Linked DNA regions of Bombyx mori: all the other regions are linked to region 1. Evidence: chromatin contacts called from public Hi-C data. All regions are on one chromosome and are shown on one strand. The core of a region is the stretch at or near the end of the contact, and the rest is flanking DNA. Distances in the headings are between cores, read along the strand shown. Region 1 overlaps LOC101740927. Region 2 holds the start of LOC101737357 (interferon regulatory factor 2-binding protein-like A). Region 3 overlaps LOC101740927.

Region 1 (3,309 bases), core at 471-2,970:
GGCCGTACTCACGTTGTGCCAATGGGATCAGTGTGCTTAGTGCGAGTTTTTTAACATTCTCGATAGCGTAAAAGTTAACTAAATTATTGTCGATTTGATATTTGGTTTTTTACATAATAGTATGATTCTTCGTCATAGAAAGTCATTCGTTATTTACAAAACGATCATTAGAACTGTCGTGCTGTGTGGATCTGAATTTTGGGCGACGAAAGTAAAGCATGAAAGAGGAGTGCATGCGGCAGAGATGCGAATGTGTAGTTGGATGTGTGGAGTGACATGTGATGCGTAGAGAGAAGATGAATGTGTCTAGGAGATGTATGGAAATGGTAGTGCAAGGTAGAGGGGTAAGAGCAGGACCGAAGAAGACATGGATGGAGTGTGTGAATGACGATATGAGAGAGGAGTGAGTGTTGAGATGACGGCTGATATAAGAGAATGAACAGAACAATTAGCTGTGCCAACCCCTCTTAGTGGGATAAAATGGAAAAAAGAAGAAGAAAGTCATTCGTAATCACATCCAAGGTACGTATTTCATCAGAAAAATCGGTATCCGTATGCCGGATTTGAGCACCGACTTGATCATCGCTTTATGCAAGCACTTCGGGCGTCTTGTCTTTTAGGTCACGACAACTTCTGTTTACGCTACACCTCGCAAAAACACACTCGTATTATTTACACTAAAAGCTCAATGACTCACGTAAGATGGCAGCCAGTAAAAACACAATTTCACGGACATTAAGCATTTCGTTCGTCTCTGGTAACGTATACCGGATTCACTGTTTAGGTTATATTCGAACGTTTTACGATATCGACTTTTACTTTTATACTAACATAGCTGTTGTTGCTTACGTTAGAGATTTACTTTGCGTTTTGTGCGATAATTTCTTTTTTTGTTTTATTTATTTTATTCAATCAGAACTTTAGTATTTCCAAATTCGAAACGGGACGACAGATTGACAATTGTTTTTTGCAACAGAAGATCTGGTGGTAGGACCTCTTGTGAGTCCGCGTGGGTAGATACCACGACCCTGCCTATTTCTGCCGTGAAGCAGTGATGCGTTTTGGTTTGAAGGGTGGGAAGGGCAGCCGTTGTAACTATACTTGAGACCTTAGAACTTATATCTAATTTACATTGTAGATGTCTATGGGCTCCAGTAACCACTTAACACCAAGTGGACTGTGAGCTCGTCCATCCACCTGAGCAATAATAAAAAAAACTACTATAGATAAGACTGCCATTATACCATTTAGCAACCTTGCGTTCCGTGGATGACCTCATTCACGTCATGGCCCGTGGACTCCGGTGACCACTTGAGACCATTAGCCGTCAACTTATATCAGCCACTCCCGTCGCGTAGCTGGCCCCTTAGGCTACCAGCGAATAGGTAAGAAACGTACTTTTTTATTGGTCTTGTCCGCACGGGTAGGTACCCTGCTTATTTCAGCCGTGAAGCAGTAATGCGTTTCGAATGAAAGGTGGGGCAGCCGTTGTAACTATACTGAGACCTTAGAACTCATATCTCGAGGTGGGTGGCGGCATTTACGTTGTAGATGTATATGGGCTCCGGTAACCAATTAACACTAGGTGAGCTCGTCCACCCATCTATGCAATAAATAAATAAAGAGGAAAAAAATCAGCCACCAAGTAAACGACAGTACACTGGCAACGTTGTTCTTTTGAAGATTAGATTCAGCCGCTCCTAAACGAAGCTGACGTGAGTCACACGCAGGCTTCGTGCAAGCTACATCGGAATAGTCGCGGTGTGTAGACTGTATGACGGTTACGCAAGCCACACCTGAGCCAACATCCTTGTTTGCGCAATAAGGTGTCACGTGGTCAACATTCTGTTATTATAATAAGGAAATATGTCACATATTTACGATTTGTAACGGTATCATTGTTAACCTTTTGACACGATTCGAGAATTAAAAAAAAACAACTGACACTGCTGTAGGAAAGAGAAAAACTAAGGGCCCTATACGATTTCCAAACAACTAATTACAGCAATGTCCCTAAAATATCACGATCAAGCGAAAAAGACAATATAACGCAAACGCACGTCCAGCGTCAAGGGAGGGCGGTATCTGCCAACTATTTTCACTTTACGTTGCGCATTAAGTAGGTATTTATTCTGAATATTGTAAACGGACAACAATACGCACTGGGTAGATATTGCTTTTGTACAGTCCTATAACGGCTATACTATGCTTCAGACACAAAGTCAGGGCTTGAAATAGGACTACAGTTCCTACCGCCAGATTTCGCGAACGAGTCCTTTACGATGCTTGTTCCCTTAGATTTTATACAGCCAGTGTAAATGATCTAAGCTTGTTCCGATCTGGGTGGTGTTTACGGGGCTTTGGCTATATATACTACTTAAGAAATTAGGTACAATGACGGCCGTTTTATTAAAAACTAGTCATTATTAAAATCATGTCGTAAGATTGGTGGAGGCATTCCCGTTTTGATATCTATGGGCTCTGGTAACCATTTAACACCAGATAAGCCATGAGCCCTTTCACCTGTCCAAGCAATAAATAAAAACACATTTTCCCGATTAAGGTCTGAATCGTCCCGGATCACAAGCTCTCTTGAGTATTCGATACGTCGAAGTAAACCTGAAACGTTTTAAAATATAATAAAACTCAAAATTAAACCATACAATCGTAATCATATCATACTTATTTTTGTCGCTGACGTAAAACTGCATTCGGCTAAATTAAAATTTATCGTTAAGTATTTTCGAATATGATGAATGAGAATGTGAATAACAAACACAGAGAAATGAAGTATAAAACTAGCCTCGGCGGAATTTTGGGTAGTGATGGAATGAATACCAATATTTGTGGTCGACGAATACTTTCATAACATTCGTATGAACACCTTTTGAATAAACGCAACGCGTTTGTGGTGAGTATACTTAAGTATATAGCTATTATGATTTAGATTTCCGAGCATATTTAATTTTGTTGACGTTTGACTTATATTTTTTTTAAGATAAGCCTAATGTCAACAATTCTGTTTGTTCAGGTGTTGTGTGCTTTTCGGGAACACCAGCGGCACTGGTCTGCCCTCTGTGATGGCCGACGTCAAATCATTTTCTTCAACAACTCAGTGGTCAGGCATCTTTGGACGTCTAGTTGTGGTGTGAACGGCGGTCAACCCTCCTAAACTCCTGGTCCCAATCTAGGTCGAGACTTCGACGTTTGGACGAGAGCGTAGGGATAATTTAATGGTTCACTTAGACTACCATCTTGAATCTTCGATGACCTCCGCTTCATTGGCGGTCTCACATACCGTATGCGTCC
Region 2 (3,309 bases), core at 428-2,927, 63 kb before region 1:
CTAGCTGTTTCTAGAACTACTTCGATTCGATCGGCGCCCTCGTAATTTACACACCCTCGACACACTGCTTCTGAAAACTCATGCAACATTGCCCACGGCATGCGGGGCAAGTCGCAGAGGTAGCAGTGTTGCCGTTTCTGCATCACCGACATCTCGCCGCCGGGTGTAGTGCGGAGTGCGAGAGATCGGTTTTCTTCGTTTCTCTTGAAAATTGTCACTGATTTATTATGCCTTCGGGAAAAAACACTGTCACCATGGTAGTCACAAATAAAAACACAAAACTTCACATTCGACTTCGCGGACGACAGTTGTTTGTTGCCACTACATAAAAGACACTAGCTTCTTTAAGAGGTCGAGGAAAGACTGAGCTTCGGCGGCGTGTGTGTGGCGGGGGGGCCGGGCGCGGCAGCCATTATCGAGCGGTGACGTCAGCGCGCGCAGCACCGCCACGCCACCGCGACGAGGACGAGCCGTTAGCCGCGACGCGGATGCGCCACTCGTCCCGACCCCGACGACGCGCTTATCGCACGATAACGACGAACCCGTCTAAATACGCATTGAAAAAAGCAATGAGGTTACCTACTCAATTTTTCGAGAGTTCAATGGTGTAGTAAAGGTAGGTAGGTGCCCTACTCTATATTAAAGTACCTACTTATTATTGGCATAGATTAAGATTTCTAGCCAGTCTTAGGTACCTACTTAATAGGAAATATACAAAAGCGTATTCACGTAGCCATAAATTAAAGTAATCAAGCTATTAATAGGTATTAAATTCTTTAAATTAAATATTTAACGCAACTGCTTATTTACAAAAGCGTATTCACGTAGCCATATCTTAATATGGTAATCAAGGTATTATTATCAAGTTCTTTAAATGAACTATATAACGCAACCGCTGTTTACGTCAGTTTAATTAGAACCACCTATAAATGAATCACACAGTCGCCATACATACTGACACGGCCACGACCCTTTATTCATAGTCCGTGTTATTCAACGAAAGTAAACAGCGTGTTGTAGAATAACAATTAGCGTTAAAATATAACGTAGACACGTCCGATACATTAAATTTCAGTATATTCTCTCCCATCTATTCTCGGTCGGTTTCCTTTCTGACGGCTGCATTCTAAATTATTATTATTACTACTACCAAGCGACTGGATAGGATCCGGTTGGCGTGGAAGCGGGGGGACGCGACCGGTGTGTCGGCCATCTTGAGACGTGACGTCACGTGACGAGTCAGCCGAGCGTGCAGATCGGCAACGTCGCACCGTTCACTTTGCCTTGTTGCCGCTCATTTTTGTTGTGCTTAATAATAATGGAAACAGCTCTCATCACTTTTTGTATGCAGCCGAGGATCGGAGAAAAAACAGTTATACGGCCAGGTAAACGTGAACGGTCGACAAGAACGATTATATCGCTTATAATAAATTAACACGTTTTTGAGTTTTAACGTTGTTCTAAATACGTCATTTTGTAACACAATACCTGAATATGGTCATACTTTGTGTACTTTTAGTGACCGAATATATATCGTTCAGTAATGTGAACTGCAGTTTGATTTCAGCCATCACTAAAAAAATCATTAATTTAACATATTTATTCCACAGACGGATTGCAAAATTAAGTCAACGTATTCTGTATCCACTATCTTCTATCAGCGATTATATCAGTGTCTACTATACATTTTATACTCATCGTTATTATTTGCAATTACTCGTTTAATTCATCCACCATTCATTTGTCTTTCTGCACTCCTATTTCTATCTATATTTTTACATGGATACAATTCTCCATTTTTGATAATATTCCCGTGATACCTACGTAGTACGTATTTATAAGAAAACTTTGTTTAGTGACTTATTTATAATATGGCATCCTCCGTGAAATGTGACGGTTGCTGGTGGTAAGGTCATCTTGTCAGCCTATTCGGATTGGTACTATCGTCCTGTCTATTTTTGCCGTGAGACAATTATACGATTCGGTTTAAAAGATGGGCCGCTGCAATTCGCAGCGTTACACTTCATTAAGCATGTAACTCAAAGCAGAAAATGCTTTGGGTTCCGAACCCCGAAGGCCTGTAGTATCCAAAAACGGACATTACGTTAATAGTATTGCTGTATTTGTAGTAGAAAACAAGCTTATTACAGTACGTCCACTGTACAAAATCATTAAATGCTTCATACAAGCAGTGCGATCCACATTTGCGCATATAGAAACAAAAGACAAAGCCTTGATTGACTCTGAGGAATAACGGAAATCGATTATGAGAAAACGCAGGCAACATACACTGTACGAATGATTCAACACTTCTAATTCACTGGATAGATAATCAAACACCCGGATAGCAATTTGAAATTTCAGTGTTCATTGTTATAGACGGTAATACATTGGCGGCATTGGTCAAACTGTTGAAAGCATATAAGCGAGTAATCAATATATTATTCGGAATACTTGGACAATCAAAGTCAAGCCTATCTATTGCTACTAACCTGTTATGCTAGTTTTACCGAAAGTGACATATAATTTTAATTATCGTCATTTATTATTAGCCAGATGACATGGAAGAAGGCTTGGGCATTGTCTTGAACCATTCAACACAGAACATAGATGTGGCAGCTGATATTGACAGTAAAATCACGAGACTTTGGAACGAAACGGTTTAAAACGTCAATTTTATAAAGTTCGGACAAAAACTTAATTGAAATCGTGTTATCCAAGTGTAGAAATATTTACTGGAGTTTGATGAACTGTAGCGTCAAAGCTCCATTTCAACATTAAAACGAATTAAAAATGTGTCCAGAAATACAATGGAACATAATTTGAATTACCTCACTATAATGAATATAGTGTTATTTCTGAATTTGCACACACTAAATCAAGAAAAGTCTATATGTTAATGTTCTGTTTTCTTTACATTAATTTTTTTTCAGAAGGAATGCTATTTAAGGGCTTTATAATCATATACATATACTTTAGGTTTCGGGCTGGCCGTATTCGGCACTGCAACGAAGGTATCATATGATTTATAGGTTCCGTTAATCGCTTAGCAACAATCGTGCGTTTTATCTATGTCTACCTCAATCCAAAACATTAAGATTACTATATAGTGTCATCGCACCTTTTAATGTTATTTTCAACAACCACGAAACGTCAGATCAACTTGAAAATTTGCGTAGGTATCATGTACCGATAAGGAGGATCAAAACGAAGATGTTTGAGTTGTTGTTTTAGCATTTTTTTTCAGTTCTTTAACTATACATAAGTTTGTTTAATTTTAGCATCAGTTTAAATTCCCTAACATTAAAT
Region 3 (3,309 bases), core at 367-2,866, 40 kb before region 1:
CATATGACATGACAATAATTGACATGTCCTAGGTAACACCGTACACATCTTCTATATTAAATTCCGGTGTGTTCGCTAATTCGGGTTTTATGTCAAAAAAAGGTTTCTAAATCGACTGGTATGGACATTCAACCAGAGTAGATGCAGCTGCAACGTGTTTCATTATTTCATTGAGGACATTAGCGGTATTGTAAAGTTTTTCACGTGTGATAAAAAAAAACATTCCATTTCAAAACGGATATTAATAGACACAATTAGTTAATTATTACGCATTTGTTTTTTTATTTGACATTGAATTCTTGTTTGTTGACAAACACTATTATTATACGGAAATAGATTTTTTTTGGTTATCAAATAAATATATCAGTTACACAATTACTCGCTATATAGCTATATTGCTTTATTTAATATCTATATAATAATTATCTACTAAGATGATCTTGCCAGTCACTGGTTTCAAGGTGTAAATCATCACCCTATTGACTGAATGATTGACCTACCTGATTGTTCATCAACAAGTTCTGTATTCTGGTTTGTTGAAAGTCAAAATATTTACATAATGTTGAACTGCAGACTGTTAGCAACGGAGTTACAAAACTAAACACCAAACTAACTTGAGATTTCTCCGAGTGTCTACCACATACCACCACGTCGAATGGGATAGGTTGAGCGATCTAGATATCGGATAGGGTGGATGGAACGATCTAGATACCGCATTGGGTGTACATAGAAAAAGTGTGGTCACACACATGTATAGAAAAAGTTAGAGAATGGTGCAGTGCTTTCCTCTACGAGTTGTCTGGCCTTTCTTTTTTTTTTCGAGCCGGTGGCCAACCTCCTACGGGGGGCCCGCGCCTAGGGGGCTCGCGGGGTATGTGGGACTTGACGATCTGCAGATGTCGGGAGTAGAACGCGGGCCCAAAGATATTTTTAAGCCCCTACCGCACTAACGACTCCCGTGAACTCTCACACCCGACGCCCGATTTCCGCCCGGGGTCAGAAACCGGGTTCTGCGTCAACCTAGTCAGGTGCACGTGAGTAGCAAACCCTATGACCGGTTGTTCTATCGTCATCTATCTCCGACGAGTAGGGTCTTAGGAGGATGCGGGCACACGGGATTCAGAAGACAAGCTTGTGGAGGTCGTGCGGTGCGGTATTCTGTCCGGAAATATTTCAGATGTGAACGTTTTTTCCCTACCTAACCCTAACCTGTTCGATGGTAGCCAAGGGGCTATTCCAACTATGCGCAGACAGGTAGGTGATCTCACTGGCCCAACGTGAGAGAATTTGCTAACGCTAGCTCTAGCAAGAGTACCTAGTGCTTCGCAGAATCTACCGCTGGATCGGAATCGATGGATTACATACGAAATTTACCGTGGCTCCTCTTAAATTGGTACACTGTGGGGATAATGTATAATTTTTTTTAATTAAAAATTATCCTTAAAGCACGAAAAAACAGTGCAAAATTGGTTTTCTCCACACACAAAAAACTGGACCCTTCATATATCCTCCGATACTACGACAACATTAAAACGTTGCATGGAACGTACGTTACCTAATGTCAAACGTAATACGTAAACAAGTCGAGCGGATAAGAGTGTTGACAGTGCGACGGACACGGACGGGCCTCGTGCTGATAACTTATCACGACTCGACCGGGGAACTTTCCGCTGCGTTAATACGAAGAGAACTTAACGTGACAACAAACCAGACACAGACTATTTGGATGTAGTTTGTTGTTAGGCAGATGGATATCGTATAGTAGTAATAATAGTCCGTCCGGCGCTTACTCACAAGATACGGGTGTGCGATCCTCATGTTATTGGAGCTATTCCTGGGTACTTGTTTCGGGTCTGTAATTTTATCTGTAGTGATAACATTATTTACGATTAATTGTATCCAAAATATAGTATCACTTGTTTTATACTTAGCACCTTAGTAATCTTGCGCGATGGGGATTTGGCCACATTTAGTCCAGAGGTTTTATTAGAGATAGTAAATAACTGGCCAGAATATGCGGACCTCAACACCTGCAGTTGGTTCGTGAGTATCTTGGTCAGTCTCCAAGTCTCACATCCAAACAGGAGAACTCTTTCGAAAACGGAGTCGTACAGGGTCAGCTTGGATAGAATACACACTACGGCGCAGCGGAGACAACGCAGTATCAATCGCGTTTGAGTGGCAACCGCGTTGCAGGAGAAGACCTGGGGTGCCTGTCGGAGAGACGTCAAGGAGCAAGGGCAAGACAGGGACAAGTGGAAACAACTTGTGAGGGCCCTATGTACCAGCAGGGTACCCTAAGACTACAGCAACAACAAAAACCAACAACCTTAGTAGTAAACCAAACAAAATTATGTGACTATGTATGTAAGTCAGGTAAGTAGCGCTCATTGTATTTTGTTTATATTTAAATCGATTGCTTACAAATTTCTTCGTGTTTGTTCATGATTTAAACATAATGGGCTTCTTGACGTTATGATAGATAGCAGATTCTAGATCCGTCGGCTTAGGCTATGCTTTATCATTGTTTATTACGTAGACTGACGGGTCAGATAGTGTTTCGAATTGTACAATAGCGTTTTGTGTTTTTTGTACCAAAACGTAAGGGTCTTTTTTATTTTGGTTTTACATAGATCTTAACCTATTTACAGTTCGCAGCACGGGTGGTTAATGGAGCTTCATAGGGATCACAAGGTGAGTTGCCAACCAAATTTGAAACATAAGGCCGAAGCATTAATTGCTTCACAGCGTAACGTCGTTTTGCGGCAGTAATCGAACTGTAGTATCTTGCCATGCGGCCATACGATATGCCATACGCCATGTCACCAGTAGAAGTGTTTAGCTCGGTTGTACCTTACCTAATTACGACAGTAAAAAAAAAATTATCAGCTTTAAGACGAAAACGCGACACAAAGGCGAGGATGATCGAACTATAGTAACTTCCCATGCGGCCATACGATATGCCATACACCATGTCACGAGTAGAAGTGTTTAGCTTGGTTGTACCTTACCTATTTATGATAGTTAAAAAAAAATTATCAGCTTTAAGACGAAAACGCGACACAAAGGCGAGGATGATCGAACTATAGTAACTTCCCATGCGGCCATACGATATGCCATAAACCATGTCACGAGTAGAAGTGTTTAGCTTGGTTGTACCTTACCTATTTATGATAGTTAAAAAAAAATTATCAGCTTTTAGACGAAAACTCGACACAAACGCGAGGATGATAAAGATATCGCTAAACTGAGAGCGTACGTAAAAAAAAAAGCTAAAATGTTAAACGCAAAATTATATGATATGCGTTA

The links. Hi-C and Micro-C count contacts between places; a contact is called where the count stands out from the background.
Region 2: a Hi-C map of whole pupa shows a contact between it and region 1, with 2.2 times the contacts expected there. The contact joins the promoter of LOC101737357 here to the enhancer-like site in region 1. A contact is called at or near these places in 2 of 7 Hi-C or Micro-C datasets (posterior silk gland and whole pupa).
Region 3: a Hi-C map of middle silk gland shows a contact between it and region 1, with 1.5 times the contacts expected there. The contact joins two enhancer-like sites. A contact is called at or near these places in 2 of 7 Hi-C or Micro-C datasets (middle silk gland and whole pupa).

What each region holds. Positions count from the first base shown.
Region 1 is chr18:13,206,186-13,209,494 of ASM3026992v2, forward strand. All of the region lies in intron 3 of LOC101740927, which reads right to left. Among protein-coding and RNA genes, the nearest start is that of TRNAT-CGU, 54 kb to the right of the region's middle. Within about 2 kb of position 1,721, at least 6 of the 8 cell types and tissues checked have open chromatin away from gene starts, as enhancers often do.
Region 2 is chr18:13,142,887-13,146,195 of ASM3026992v2, forward strand. It overlaps LOC101737357 (interferon regulatory factor 2-binding protein-like A), which reads right to left and starts at 1,678. Exons shown (of 4, transcript XM_021349330.3): 1 at 1-1,678. The coding sequence starts at 152. All of the region lies in intron 3 of LOC101740927, which reads right to left.
Region 3 is chr18:13,166,490-13,169,798 of ASM3026992v2, forward strand. All of the region lies in intron 3 of LOC101740927, which reads right to left. Among protein-coding and RNA genes, the nearest start is that of LOC101737357, 24 kb to the left of the region's middle. Within about 2 kb of position 1,617, at least 7 of the 8 cell types and tissues checked have open chromatin away from gene starts, as enhancers often do.